5 separate regions of the Mus musculus genome follow, and regions 2, 3, 4 and 5 are each linked to region 1. The links are chromatin contacts, called in public promoter capture Hi-C maps. All regions are on one chromosome and are shown on one strand. The core of a region is the stretch at or near the end of the contact, and the rest is flanking DNA. Distances in the headings are between cores, read along the strand shown. Region 1 holds the start of Tpp1 (tripeptidyl peptidase I). Region 2 holds the start of Trim5 (tripartite motif-containing 5). Region 3 holds the start of Trim30c (tripartite motif-containing 30C). Region 4 holds the start of Trim12a (tripartite motif-containing 12A). Region 5 holds the start of Rbmxl2 (RNA binding motif protein, X-linked-like 2).

Region 1 (2,700 bases), core at 172-2,671:
GATTCACTCCAGCCTGAGCACCATAGAGAATACTCTAGAATAGAGAAGGGACTGTTCTGGGGAGTGGGGTGAAGGAGAGGAAGCTTCAAACCAGTCCGGGTACTGGGCAGTAATCCAGAAAGAGAATAAACAACTGAGTTGGTAGCAAGAGGAATGGCCAGAGTGGATTAATCCAAAGACAATTTAGGACTTGAACTAGCAACAGAGGAGGGTGTGGCAGTGGCTATGAGAGTGGGGTAAGGTCCATGACTTGATCATGCACACACACTAAGTGCTAGTCCTCCATTTGAGAGCTGGTAGGGTAAGTGAACATTTCAATCTAGATCTGATTATGAATCATGTGTTCTTAAACACAGCTAGCTACCCCACACCCACCATCTTCCTGGCACTTGAACCTAGGGTTTTTCATATGCTCCGTAAGCACCCACCCTATCAATGAGCTAGCTAGGCCTCTAAAAAAAATTGGTTTTAATGTTGACAATATTGCTACACTGCCCAGGCATGCCTTGGATTCAAAATCGTCCTGTTTTAGTCCAAGTAGCTAGGATTATTACCTCATGCTACTAGGCTTAGATTTGTTCTTAGTTTTAAGACTGAAGAACTCAGGTGGAAATTTTGGTGTGTGTGTGTGTGTGTGTGTGTGTGTGTGTGTGTGTGTATGAATATGGCAGTTATTGTCATTTGTCTGTCATACCAGAAACATGGCCCTACATGATCTGCACCAGCCAGTGCCTGCCTGGTCCTGCCTCCCACTTCCTGCCCCAACTGATAGGCACCATATTGAGGAGAGCTAGGATCCGACACAGCCTGCACCAGCTCCGAGAGTCTTTCCAGGTTCCGCTGTTTCAGCGCAAAAGTGAGACTCAGCTCTTCCTCGGGATCCACGCGGCCCAGGGACACCCAGCCTGGAGGCAGCCTACAGGGTCAGGGACATGATTTGATTAGGCCATAACGAGAAATCCAGATCATGGAAAGTTTGGGATTAAGAACTGAGACTTTGGGTCGAATCCTAGATGCAGATAAGGATCATAGGAGATAAATGACCAGAGATTAAGCCGAGGGGGTGTCGAATAAGGCTACAGAGTGGGTACTAGGAGCAGTTGAGGATGAGGAAAGCTAGGACCAAGCGTCTGCAGAGACAGGCACCTGTAGTACTAAATCAACTCACATCCACCGCTGGTCCGGCTCAGGGTTGTAAGTGCATTTGCCGGCGATGACGAGAGCAAGGAGCCCTAGGAGGCTGCAGGGACAGCAGGTGGGTTTCATCAGGAGCCGAACCCTCATTGTACTCCTTCTACAACATGTAATCCCTCTAATGTAATCCCCCTTAGCTACCCTCCCCACCTCAGTTTCTCACCGGGCTTGGAGTCCCATTTTGGCTTTCAGGCTGATCTGTAGTCATGTGATAAGTCACATGAGCATGGTCTGGCACCTCCCCCATCTCCCTGCCTAGTAACTAGTGACGTTGCTGACTCCTCCCTCCCAAATGAGCTGTTCTGAATGCTGGGGCTGCTATTAGAATTCTATGCTGTGTTGAGCATCTAAGCCCAGGGCTCCTCTTCACCTGCTGCCCAAGTCTGTCTGTCTCTAAAGGAATCATAAAGGAGTGGGCTCTGAAGCCCCATAGGTATGGGCTGCTCCTGGCCGTACAATATTAGAAAAACAAGCTCTCAGAGCCTAGGTTTCTTCACTTAAAATTCAGTGACTGTTACGTAAAAGAAATGTGCCTCATACTTGGGAGTAAAAGTGGACATTGCAATAAAGCAAGCCTATGGAGCCAAGACTGACCTGGCAGACTCAACTAATGTGAGCTCTTATGAATGTGGACATTTCATGTTTCCAAGGTGTGTGTGTGTGGGGGGGGGGGGTTGGGGATTTCTTCACTTACCTACTCTTAATAATCACCATATCTTATTCCAGACCCTCAGGCTTAGGACCCTAGACTGCTTCCTACTCTGTCAGTCTCTGCAGGAAACCACTGCAGTTCAAGTCCTGACCATGTTAGAGGGGAAAGCAGCAGAGATCCCAAGGCTAGGCTTCTGAGCTCTCAGTGCCAACCCTACTCCTACATGTCCTGTTGTCCGCCCTCCCTCTGGGCCTCCTTGGCTACTGTGCCAGGTATCCACAGTGCTACGCCAGTGACTTCTGGTTACCCTGACAGAACAGAGCCAGAGGCTGGATACAAACTGCAGTTTATTAAGGCTCCAGAGTGAGAATTGGCACTTGTTCTGGGCAGGGGCAGGGATGTCAGAAGAACCCAAAAGAGCTGGGCCCAGATTGGAGGGACCTCCCCATCCCCCTAACCCCCAATAAATAAAGTCTCAGCTCCATCGCAGGGCGCTGGTGCAGGGCAGGAAGTCTTGGCTGAAGAGAACCCAAGGCTGTTGCCTCATTCTTATTTCTCTCCACACTGGATCTGGCCACAGGTCATGACCAACAGGCCCTCTGTGGTCCTAGTGCTGAAGGAACTGCAGAGAAATGTGGGACCTGTCCCAGCTATAAGAGTTTAAGGTGGAGAGCAGGGGACTGGTGGTGGCCTCCCCATAGTCAGTCATGGTCCGAGGCTGCCCAGGGCAGGCTGAGAATGGGGCCTGCTTTGGGGACACTGGACGTGTCCCAGGTCGGGGCCCAGTTAGGGCCACAGCTAGATGCGCAGCTCTGTGTCATCCGGAGGCTCCAGGCCAGACTCTGTACTGAGTG
Region 2 (2,700 bases), core at 2-2,501, 1.5 Mb before region 1:
ATCAAACAAAAATTTAATTTTCATTCTTTAAAGGTAGAAAGAGGCTGTTGCAGTCATGTGCTCCTGACACTACAGAGACTTGGAAGTGGGGCTGTCAGAAAAGCTGGAGACCAGTCTGGGCAACATAAAACATATCCTCTCTCCAAGAAACCTTACAAAAGCTGGCACTTCGGGGAAAATCTTCAGATGTGTCATTGGAGCATGCTCATAGTAGTTTTCCCATCTTCAAACACCCCTTCCCCTCTGCGTGGGAACTGAACCCAAAGCTTGAAAAGTACCCTATCACTGAACTAAGTCACAGATGTCTTTTAAAAAAATATTCTATGAATGAGTCTTATTGAGTTGCTGATGATGGCCATCAATTTATAATCCTTCTGCCTCCTGTGTATCTGGAATCTCAAGCTGGGCTGAAGTTTATATTGGTATGGAGAAAATATCTGAAGGAGAAGGAAATAGCTGAAGTTATTCCCGGGCTTGGGACTGTCAAACAGGGTCGGTGATTAAATAACAGGCTCTCAGTCTCTGGTACTAAACTGAGAGAAACTCTGGGACTCTTAGAGGAGTATTTTGCAACTTTCTTAATGCTTCAACTCTTTAGAAAACTTCCTCGTGTTGTATTGACCCCAACCATAAAACTGTCGTCTTTGCTACCTCTTAACTATATTTTTCTATTGTTGTGAATCATAATATGAATGTATGACATGCGAGATATCTAAAGTGAAACTCCCGTGAAAAGGTCATTCAAACGGGTCCGATCCGGTAAAGAACCAAAGCTCTAGAGTATGCGGAAGTACCACTTTATCAAACAAAAACGCTTTAAAAAGCAGAGGCTCTGATCCAGCTTTGCTGCCTGAAAAAAGAATGACTGTCATAGACAACAATGTTCTGGATCTCGTCGACAAGGTACAATTCAAAATTACAGATTGTGAATCGGAAGGGGGAGACTAAATCTGGACAACAGGCATCTTTAAAGTAGTTTTTTTTTTGTTGTTGTTGTTGGTTTTTTGTTGTTGTTGTTGAGGAGGCACCTCCCTCAAGCTCCCCCATTTGCATTTTCAAACAGAGGCCAGTAGCCCCTCCCCCTTCCCCTCCCCCGCTTTTACAGGATAAACTGACCCAAGCAAAAGCAATGTTCTCCTTTCAAAGTCTTCAAAAGTCTGCCCCCTAAAATTGCTCAGCCCGTTATCAGACGCCAGAAAGTTGTAAACCAGGGAGAATTAACTCACCAATCCAGAACTTCAAGGTATTTCCGGCTAAAATCTAGAGAAAGGAAAGTTTGAGCTCTGGAAATGAAACAGAAACCACAACTCTACAGACCAATGAGATGCCTTTGCATAAGCCTGCAGAACCCCACTGACTGAGGAAGTTACCCTCATATCAGCATTGGCTGGCTCTGGAAACTGGGGAGGAGTTATGTGCAGAGCCAGGCAGAAACACCTCACCACCCTCACAGCAGAGAGTAATGAGCTGTAGAGGGCTCACCAGCTGCCCCATGGTCTCCTCCAGATTATGTATTATGTGGCTGAACGAACAGACTTAGTCCTTTTCCAGTGCTGATCTGATCCACCCATTCATTTCCTCCCTTTTAGGAGTCCCTCACCAGAATGTCTTGGAGGTTCCTATTTGGCTTAGAGGTGTATTGAACACCTATATAGTGACTCAGCACTAATGGATTAGAAGGGGGAAATCTGTAGAGCTGGGAATGAGGTTCAGTTGACATAGTGCTTACCTATCAAGCATGGAGCACTGGGATGGTCCTCAGAAGTGTACAAAACCAGCTGTGGTGGCCCCTGCGGTCTATCTTCCTTACTCTTCTACTGCTCTGATAAATACCATGACTAGGACAAGTTACAAGTAGAGTGTTTAATTTGGCACACACAGTTCCTATGGGTTAGAGTTCATGACCACCACAGTGGAGAGCCTGATAACAGGCAGGGAGACACGGTGCTGGAGCAGAAAGTGAGAAGTCACAACTGGAGACACAATCTTGACAGAAACCTGAGGCAGAGAGAGAATGGTGGTGTTGGTCAGAATCTATTGAATCCTGAAAGCTTGCACCCATGCCATACCTTCTCCAAGAATGCCACACCCCTAATCTTTCCTGAACAGTGTCCTGATAGCTGAGAGCCAAGTATTCAAAAGATCTTAGCCTTTGGGGCCATGGTTATTCAAACCGGCACAGGAAGCCACTGCCTTGCAGCTGGCTGCATGAGGATCAGGAGGTCAAAGCCATCCTCAGCCATGGTGACTGACATCAGGATGGCGTGGGAAACACCTGAAGCTTTCCAAAGAAAAAAGGAAGGGAGAAAGAAAGAGAGGAATCAATCAATAAATCACAAATTAATTAAAGAAAGTCAGTTGTGTGAGTGAATGTTGGAGAAGCCACCATCACCTGTCTCATCCCCTTTCCTGTTTGCCTCTCTAATTATTTCCCTACATTCTCTGATCTACTGATATATGGAATGATGAGTGACAGCAGACATAACTCTGTAGTTTGAATTTATTTCATATACTTACAACTGTCTTATACTCTTCTTCCTTTCAGATAGACTGACCCTAAATGAGCTCTAGCTCCCTTAGCCTCCCTAGTGCTGGGATCATGAACTTTTGCTGTTGTTGTTTAGTTTGACTTTTGACTTCAGTGATTGAACCACGGTCCTTGTGGATGCTGGGCTAGTGCTCTATCCATAGCTATACACT
Region 3 (2,700 bases), core at 98-2,597, 1.4 Mb before region 1:
TGGGGCAGTAATGTTTACCTGTAATCTCTGCAGCTGTGGAGGCTGACACTGGACAATTCCATGAGTTTAGGATGAGATCTATAGGGACATCATGTTCCAAAGGAATAGAAATCTGACACTTCCTGAAAGTGTGCTTCTCCAGTGTTTTTTCTCTCTCATACTCCCTCTGTCTCTCCCTGTGTCTGTCTGCCTGCCTCTGTCTGTCTCCCTTTCTTCCTCTCTCCCTTTCTCCCTTTCTTCCTCTCTCTCTCATTCAAGTACTACAACTTCTAAGAAAAGTGTGTTCAGTGAAGCAGTCAGGTAGAACAGATATTATTATAATCATTTGGCATAGTAAAATACAAAAATCATCTAAGGCTAGTGGCAAATTTCCAAGAACAAGTTAATACATTTTTATGATCAGTTGTTGTTTAACATCTAGTACCTGATTTTCTGTAAATCTTCAAAGCATATATTTGAAGTATTTTTATTCTTTTTATTTAAGGCTTTCTTAAACAATATACGAAAGCCTATTTCCAATGATACATGTGCAGCCATGTAAAATTTTATTGTTGGGAAAGTTTTTAGTTATCAATTCTATCTTATGCATGATTTATAAAGTGAAATGTTGGTTTTTCCAGAGATAAGGCCATGGTTAGTGACCCCATCTCAAGGGATGGTTTCTTACCCATTATTCTTACTTAAGATCTTAGCCTAAGCTATCAGGAACATCTTGTAAATAAAAAAATGAATAAAAAAGATAAAACAGATAAATTGCCATGAGAACTAGGGCTCAATATTTTATTTCAGCCAAGAGTTCCACAACTGGTTCTAGGAGGCCTCCTTCTTTTGAAGTTTTCACCTCAGTCTGTGGAACTTGTCACACAGATTCTACTGAGGTTGGAGTGGCATACATGAATAGGTAGCTGCAGGAAGGTCAGGACTTCTAATCACAGGGACAGAAACATAGGGAATGAATCCATAGAATCATGGGTAAATCCATTATTACTCAGATAAATCTTAAACTTTTGTTTTCAAACTCTGCCCTGGCTCTACTTTTGAGGGAGAGCAGTTTCTCTCTTGGAGCAGGAGATTCATGTGCAACTCAAAATTAAAGATTAGGAAAGAAGAGAGTAAATTTGGAGAAATAACCGGATCTCTTCAGCCCATGAGAGCTATTTCCCCAGGCCACCCTTCCCTCTGACTCCTAGGCCCAGAACACTCAGCAGAAAGCCAGCAGTTCTCCACCTCCCCTTCCTTCTTAGTTTCAAATTAAACTCACCAAAGCAGAGACAGTGCTTTCTTCTAAATTCCTCCCAACTCTGCAGTCTAATATTGTTCTCACACCTTCAAACACCAACCAAATGACCCAGAATCATGGAGAGGAGCAAAGTCTATACCCTGAGAACTTAGTCACTAAGCTTCTAAGAATTTAGTCACGGGCTCTGGTGAACCACAAGAGAAATGAAAGTTAAGACTTTGAGGGGTGGAACTGAGAAAAAGGAACCACAGAACTATCAACCAACAGGGTGGTACCCCATTATTAACTGGGGTTTTACTACCAGAGGGAGTCAGTTGCCTTAGGTCAGCTCTGCCTTCCAGTAACTTGGGACATTTTCAGAGCTACAGGAACTTGTTATGTCACTTGTTCAGACTCATGATACAATCATCCAAAAAGTTCCTGACCCTCTGGAAATCTGCCTGTGATGGAAAGAAAGCTTTCCCCATGGGCTTCTCCTGCACCTGAGCTCCTGTGCTGGCTTTGCCTAGGTGGCAAGTGTGGCCCAAAGGGAAGGAAAAAACAAGACTAGGGACAGAAAGCTGCAGTGTTCCTCTGAGGTTGGAGCTGGACTCTTGTAGGATGAGAACAGGAAGGAAGTTGCAGTTCAGGGAAGCTGCCACACAAGCAAGATTCCTCATCCATCAGGGACAGGATGGGGAGGAGTCATGTGCAGAGCCAGGCAGAAATACCTCACTACCCTCACAGCAGAGAGAGTAGTGAGTTGCAGAGGGCTCTCCAGCTGCCCCATGATGTCCCCAGATTATGTATTCTGTGGCTGAAAAGACCTAGTCCTTTCACAGTGTTGATCTGACCCATGCATTCATTTCCCCCTTCCAGGGCTCCCTCACCAGAATGTCTTAGTTGTTTCCATTTGATTTAGGATTTGTATTAAAGAGCAACAATACTGATGTAACATTCCCTGACTAGAAGGTAGAAATCTGTAGGGTTGTGAATGGGCTTCTCTGGGCCTAGTGTTCACCTAGAACCTAAGTGATGGAGCCCAGTGATGGAACCTAAGCGCTGTACTAAATCAGGTGTGGAGACACACACACGTGTCATCTGTCGTCCTTACTCTTCTACTATTGGGATAAACACCATGACTAGGGCAAGTTATAAAGAAAGTGTTTGACTTGGGGCTCAAGTTAAATGGATTAGAGTTCATGACCACCACAGTGGAGAGCCTGATAACAGGCAGGGAGACACAGTGCTGGAGCAGGAAGTGAGAAGTCACAACTTGAGACACTATCTTGGCACAAACCTGAGGCAGAAAGAGAATGGTGGTGGTGGTCAGAATCTATTGAATCCTGAAAGCTTGCACCCATGCCATACCTTCTCCAAGAATGCCACACTCCTAATCTTTCCTGAACAGTGTCCTGATAACTGAGAACCAAGTATTCAAAAATCTTAGCCTCTGGGGCCATTGTTATTCAAACCAGCAC
Region 4 (2,700 bases), core at 11-2,510, 1.4 Mb before region 1:
TAAAGGTAGAAAGAGGCTGTTGCAGTCATGTGCTCCTGACACTACAGAGACTTGGAAGTGGGGCTGTCGGAAGAGCTGAAGACCAGTCTGGGCAACATAAAACATATCCTCTCTCCAAGAAACCTTACAAAAGTTGGCACTTTGGGGGAAATCTTCAGATGTGTCACTGGAGCATGCTCATAGTAGTTTTCCCATCTTCAAACACCCCTTCCCCTCTGCGTGGGAACTGAACCCAAAGATTGAAAAGTACCCTATCACTGAACTAAGTCACAGATGTCTTTTAAAAAAATATTCTATGAATGAGTCTTATTGAGTTGCTGATGATGGCCATCAATTTATAATCCTTCTGCTCCTGTGTATCTGGAATCTCAAGCTGGGCTGAAGTTTATATTGGTATGGAGAAAATATCTGAAGGAGAAGGAAATAGCTGAAGTTATTCCCGGGCTTGGGACTGTCAAACAGGGTCGATGACTAAATAACAGGCTCTCAGTCTTTGTTACTAAACTGAGAGAAACTCTGGTTCTCTTAGAGGAGTATTTTGCAACTTTCCTAATGCTGCAACTCTTTAGAAAACTTTCTCGTGTTGTATTGACCGCAACCATAAAACTGTGGTCTTTGCTTCCTCTTAACTATATTTTTCTACAGTTTTGAATCATAATATGAATGTATGACATGCGAGATATCTAAAGTGAAACTCCCGTGAAAAGGTCATTCAAACGGGTCTGATCCGGTAAAGAACCACAGCCCTAGAGTATGCGGAAGTACCACTTTATCACACAAAAACGCAGTAAAAAGCAGAGGCTCTGATCCAGCTTTGCTGCCTGGAAAAAGAATGACTGTCATAGACAACAAAGTTCTGGATCTCGTCGACAAGGTACGATTCAAAATTACAGATTGTGAATCGGAAGGGGGAGACTAAATCTGGACAACAGGCATCTTTAAAGTAGTTTTTTGTTGTTGTTGTTGTTGAGGAGGCACCTCCCTCAAGCTCCCCCATTTGCATTTTCAGCCAGAGGCCGGCAGCCCGTCCCCCTTTCCCTCCCCCGCTTTTACAGGATAAACTCACCCAAACAAAAGCAATGTTCTCCTTTCAAAGTCTTCAAAAATCTGCCCCCTAAAATTGCTCAGCCCTTTATCAGACGCCAGAAAGTTGTAAACCAGGGAGAATTAACTCACCAATCCAGAACTTCAAGGTATTTCCGGCTAAAATCTAGAGAAAGGAAAGTTTGAGCTCTGGAAATGAAACAGAAACCACAACTCTACAGACCAATGAGATGCCTTTGCATAAGCCTGCAGAACCCCACTGACTGAGGAAGTTACCCTCATATCAGCATTGGCTGGCTCTGGAAACTGGGGAGGAGTTATGTGCAGAGCCAGGCAGAAACACCTCACCACCCTCACAGCAGAGAGTAATGAGCTGTAGAGGGCTCACCAGCTGCCCCATGGTCTCCTCCAGATTATGTATTATGTGGCTGAACGAACAGACTTAGTCCTTTTCCAGTGCTGATATGATCCACCCATTCATTTCCTCCCTTTTAGGAGTCCCTCACCAGAATGTCTTGGAGGTTCCTATTTGGCTTAGAGGTGTATTGAACACCTATATAGTGACTCAGCACTAACGGATTAGAAGGGGGAAATCTGTAGAGCTGGGAATGAGGTTCTGTTGACATAGTGCTTGCCTATCAAGCATGAAGCACTGGGATGGTCCTCAGAAGTGTACAAAACCAGCTGTGGTGGCCCCTGTGGTCTATCTTCTTTACTCTTCTACTGCTCTGATAAATACCATGACTAGGACAAGTTACAAGTAGAGTGTTTAATTTGGCACTCACAGTTCCTATGGGTTAGAGTTCATGACCACCACAGTGGAGAGCCTGATAACAGGCAGGGAGACATGGTGCTGGAGCAGAAAGTGAGAAGTCACAACTGGAGACACAATCTTGACAGAAACCTGAGGCAGAGAGAGAATGGTGTTGGTGGTCAGAATCTATTGAATCTTGAAAGCTTACACCCATGCCATACCTTCTTCAAGAATGCCACACTCCTAATCTTTCCTGAACAGTGTCCTGATAGCTGAGAACCAAGTATTCAAAAGATCTTAGGCTTTGGGGCCATTGTTATTCAAACCGGCACAGGATGCCACTGCCTTGCAGCTGGCTGCATGAGGATCAGGAGGTCAAAGCCATCCTCAGCCATGGTGACTGACATCAGCATGGCATGGGAAACACCTGAAGCTTTCCAAAGAGAAAAGGAAGGGAGAAAGAAAGAGAAGAATAAATAAATAAATCACAAATTAATTAAAGAAAGTCAGTTGTGTGAGTGAATGTTGGAGAAGCCACCATCACCTGTCTCATCCCCTTTCCTGTTTGCCTCTCTAATTATTTCCCTACAGTCTCTGTCTTCTGAAATATGGAATGATGAGTGACAGCAGACATAACTCTGTAGTTTGAATTTATTTCACATACTTACAACTGTCTTATACTCTTCTTCCTTTCTGATAGCCTGACCCTAAATGAGCTCTAGCTCCCTTAGCCTCCCCGGTGCTGGGATCATGAACTTTTGCTGTTGTTGTTCAGTTTTGCTTTTGACTTCAGTGATTGAACCACGGTCCTTGTGGATGCTGGGCTAGTGCTCTATCCATAGCTATACACTTACCTAAATTTCATATCTTGATGAGGTCATAAGTCTCACTGTTGTTCTTGC
Region 5 (2,700 bases), core at 75-2,574, 1.5 Mb after region 1:
CCAGAAATGCTAAGGGTTTTAGGAAGCCCTATACCAAGAAGCCTAGACAAAGACTGTGTTATATGTCTGTAGCTTGTATGAAGGTGTTAACAGTGCAAAATGGAATTAAATGGAATCCAAATGTATTTTGGGGTCAGGTTTCCTAAATGATTTGGTTAGGAAGGAGGCACTCTCCAGAGTGGTGGATGTTCCAATGTTCACCAAAGAGAGGGAGAAAGGATGCAAAAGAACTATATAAGAAATATTTTAAAAATATCACACTAGTCACATAGATAAATCACAAAATATGCTGGGTGAATCAGCAAAATCACAAGAGTTCATTGTGATTACAGAAGTAAATGTATATAAAGCCAAAGAACAGGAAAATTCCACTTGTGGTAGATGAGAAAACAGTGAGCCCAATTGTGAGGAAAGCAGGCACTGTTCTGATGGAAATACAATGGGAGAGTTCCAGTGAGGGGACTGGTAGGCATCTTGACGTGTGGGGGTCATGGTTACATGGATACACACACCCGTGAAAGATTAGGCATCAAACTAAGCACATTTATAAACTTAGAGAACATTAGAGAAAATGGAATAAGAAACTTCTTCCACAGCTGAGGAAAAATATGACAAACCATTTTATAAGAGAAGTTTTAAAAAGGAGGAGAAATAGACAAGATAATCATGGTTAGGATTAAACCTTACAAACTGGCAGGAAGAAATGTGAAAACCATTTTCGTGTACACATATGAGACCAAACGGACAAAGGTTTAAGTAAATAATAATAATAATAATAATAATAATAATAATAATAATAATAATAAGTAAATCCATCTATTCCACTGTTGATTCCCCTTCCAACACCTTCTTCCCTTCAGGGGAAAAAATAAACCCCGCATCTCATGACTAAGCTTTATATACAAACTCCGTTCTAAATCTTTTAAACGACTCCTAATTTCATTTTCCAGGGGGTTGTTTGTTTGTTTGTTTGTTTGTTTTAAACTCGTGTGGGTAACTAGGTTTGGAATGCTTTGGGATTCTTCTCATTAAGAGCAATGGAACTTTCTTTCTTCTTCGCCTAACGGCTTTTGAATTCAGCCGCGCTTCTGGGACGGGGCCCACACGTGAAGCCAGGGCCAGCAGAGTGAGCCGGGAGAGCCCACCGAAGCCACAAACCAGTTTCCGCCTCCCCGAGACACTCGCTTGAGGTGCGGACCTGCCGACCAATCACAGGCAGGAGTCGCCCGTGGCTCAGGGGCCGCCGGGCCCTGCCTTCCGCCCTCCCGCCTACGCACAGCGCTCCCCGACCGGTAGGAGGCGGTCTGGACCAGCCGAGGAGCTCAGTGTCGCGCCGTCTCTCGGCTCTTCACCACCTCAATCGCCGCTGCTGCCGTCGCTGCTGCCGACATGGTTGAAGCCGACCGTCCAGGGAAGCTCTTCATCGGCGGTCTCAACCTCGAGACCGACGAGAAGGGCCTCGAAACCGCTTTCGGCAAGTATGGCCGCATCATCGAGGTGCTCCTGATGAAGGACCGGGAAACCTCCAAGTCCAGAGGCTTCGCCTTCGTCACCTTCGAGAACCCCGCGGACGCCAAGGCCGCAGCCCGAGACATGAACGGCAAGTCCCTGGATGGTAAGGCCATCAAAGTGGCCCAAGCCACCAAGCCGGTGTTCGAGAGCGGCCGGCGCGGGCCCCCTCCTCCCCGAAGCCGCGGCCGCCCGAGGGGCCTGCGCGGGACCCGTGGCGGCGGCCCGAGGCGCCCTCCCTCCCGGGGCGGGTCGGCCGACGAAGGCGGCTACACGGGGGATTTCGACCTGCGGCCTTCGCGGGCCCCCATGCCACTGAAGCGCGGGCCGCCGCCGCGCCGGGCCGGGCCTCCGCCCAAAAGAGCAGCGCCGTCGGGCCCCGCGCGCAGCGGCGCGGGAATTCGCGGGCGGGCGGCGGGCTCCCGGGGACGAGACGGCTACGGGGGCCCGCCGCGCCGGGAGCTGCCACCGCCGCGCCGCGACCCGTACCTGGGCCCGCGCGACGAGGGCTACTCGCCCCGGGAGAGCTATTCGAGCCGCGACTACCCGAGCGCCCGGGACCCGCGCGACTTCGCGCCCTCGCCCCGCGACTACACCTACCGCGACTATGGCCACTCGAGCGCGCGAGACGAATGCCCTTCCCGGGGCTACTGTGAGCGCGACGGCTACGGCGGCCGCGAGCGCGACTACGAGCATCCTAGCGGAGGCTCCTACCGCGACCCCTTCGACAGCTACGGGGACCCGCGTGGCGCCGGTCCTGCCCGAGGGCCACCGCCATCTTACGGCGGGGGCCGCTATGACGAGTACCGAGGCTGCTCGCCCGACGGCTATGGCGGCCGCGACAGCTACCGCAGCGAGCGCTACTCGAGTGGCCGTGAGCGCGTGGGTAGGCCGGAGCGCGGGCTGCCGCCGTCTGTAGAACGAAACTGCCCGGCGCCGCGGGATTCCTACAGCCGCTCGGGCCGCCGGGCGCCCCCGAGGGGCGGAGGCCGCGTGGGAAGCCGCCTGGAGCGAGGGGGAGGCCGGAGCAGGTACTGAGCCCGCTGGCCTCAGGACTGGCATCGGAAGTCTAGAAAAAGAAGAATCAGTTTCCTGGTAACTCATCCAAGGACTAGTCCTAAGAAGAGTTGTTTTTCTTATTTTTACCGTTTTAAGATTTTTTTCCCCCCTTGTTAACTTCCTCTGCAATTT

The links. Promoter capture Hi-C pulls out the DNA fragments that hold promoters and counts their contacts.
Region 2: a contact with region 1 is called in a promoter capture Hi-C map of pre-B cells, with 5 times the contacts expected there. The contact joins the promoter of Trim5 here to the promoter of Tpp1 in region 1. A contact is called at or near these places in 3 of 39 promoter capture datasets (liver and pre-B cells).
Region 3: a contact with region 1 is called in a promoter capture Hi-C map of liver, with 6 times the contacts expected there. The contact joins the promoter of Trim30c here to the promoter of Tpp1 in region 1. A contact is called at or near these places in 6 of 39 promoter capture datasets (the 3T3-L1 cell line, the C10 cell line, hippocampal neurons and 2 more).
Region 4: a promoter capture Hi-C map of liver shows a contact between it and region 1, with 8 times the contacts expected there. The contact joins the promoter of Trim12a here to the promoter of Tpp1 in region 1. A contact is called at or near these places in 4 of 39 promoter capture datasets (liver, neutrophils and pre-B cells).
Region 5: a contact with region 1 is called in a promoter capture Hi-C map of embryonic stem cells, with 5 times the contacts expected there. The contact joins the promoter of Rbmxl2 here to the promoter of Tpp1 in region 1. A contact is called at or near these places in 3 of 39 promoter capture datasets (all in embryonic stem cells) and 1 of 115 datasets of contacts at active chromatin or transcription factors (embryonic stem cells).

What each region holds. Positions count from the first base shown.
Region 1 is chr7:105,750,814-105,753,513 of GRCm38.p6, forward strand. It overlaps Tpp1 (tripeptidyl peptidase I), which reads right to left and starts at 1,422. Exons shown (of 13, transcript NM_009906.6): 1 at 1,358-1,422; 2 at 1,169-1,240; 3 at 777-916. The coding sequence starts at 1,374. Dchs1 (dachsous cadherin related 1) reads right to left here. Exons shown (of 21, transcript NM_001162943.1): 21 at 2,176-2,700. The coding sequence ends at 2,645.
Region 2 is chr7:104,286,855-104,289,554 of GRCm38.p6, forward strand. It overlaps Trim5 (tripartite motif-containing 5), which reads right to left and starts at 1,252. Exons shown (of 8, transcript NM_001310602.1): 1 at 1,227-1,252.
Region 3 is chr7:104,399,431-104,402,130 of GRCm38.p6, forward strand. It overlaps Trim30c (tripartite motif-containing 30C), which reads right to left and starts at 1,348. Exons shown (of 8, transcript NM_001378693.1): 1 at 1,262-1,348.
Region 4 is chr7:104,314,235-104,316,934 of GRCm38.p6, forward strand. It overlaps Trim12a (tripartite motif-containing 12A), which reads right to left and starts at 1,261. Exons shown (of 8, transcript NM_023835.2): 1 at 1,177-1,261. It overlaps Gm15133 (predicted gene 15133), which reads left to right and starts at 797. Exons shown (of 7, transcript NR_040749.1): 1 at 797-874.
Region 5 is chr7:107,208,121-107,210,820 of GRCm38.p6, forward strand. Rbmxl2 (RNA binding motif protein, X-linked-like 2) reads left to right here and starts at 1,325. Exons shown (of 1, transcript NM_029660.2): 1 at 1,325-2,700. The coding sequence starts at 1,390. The coding sequence ends at 2,547.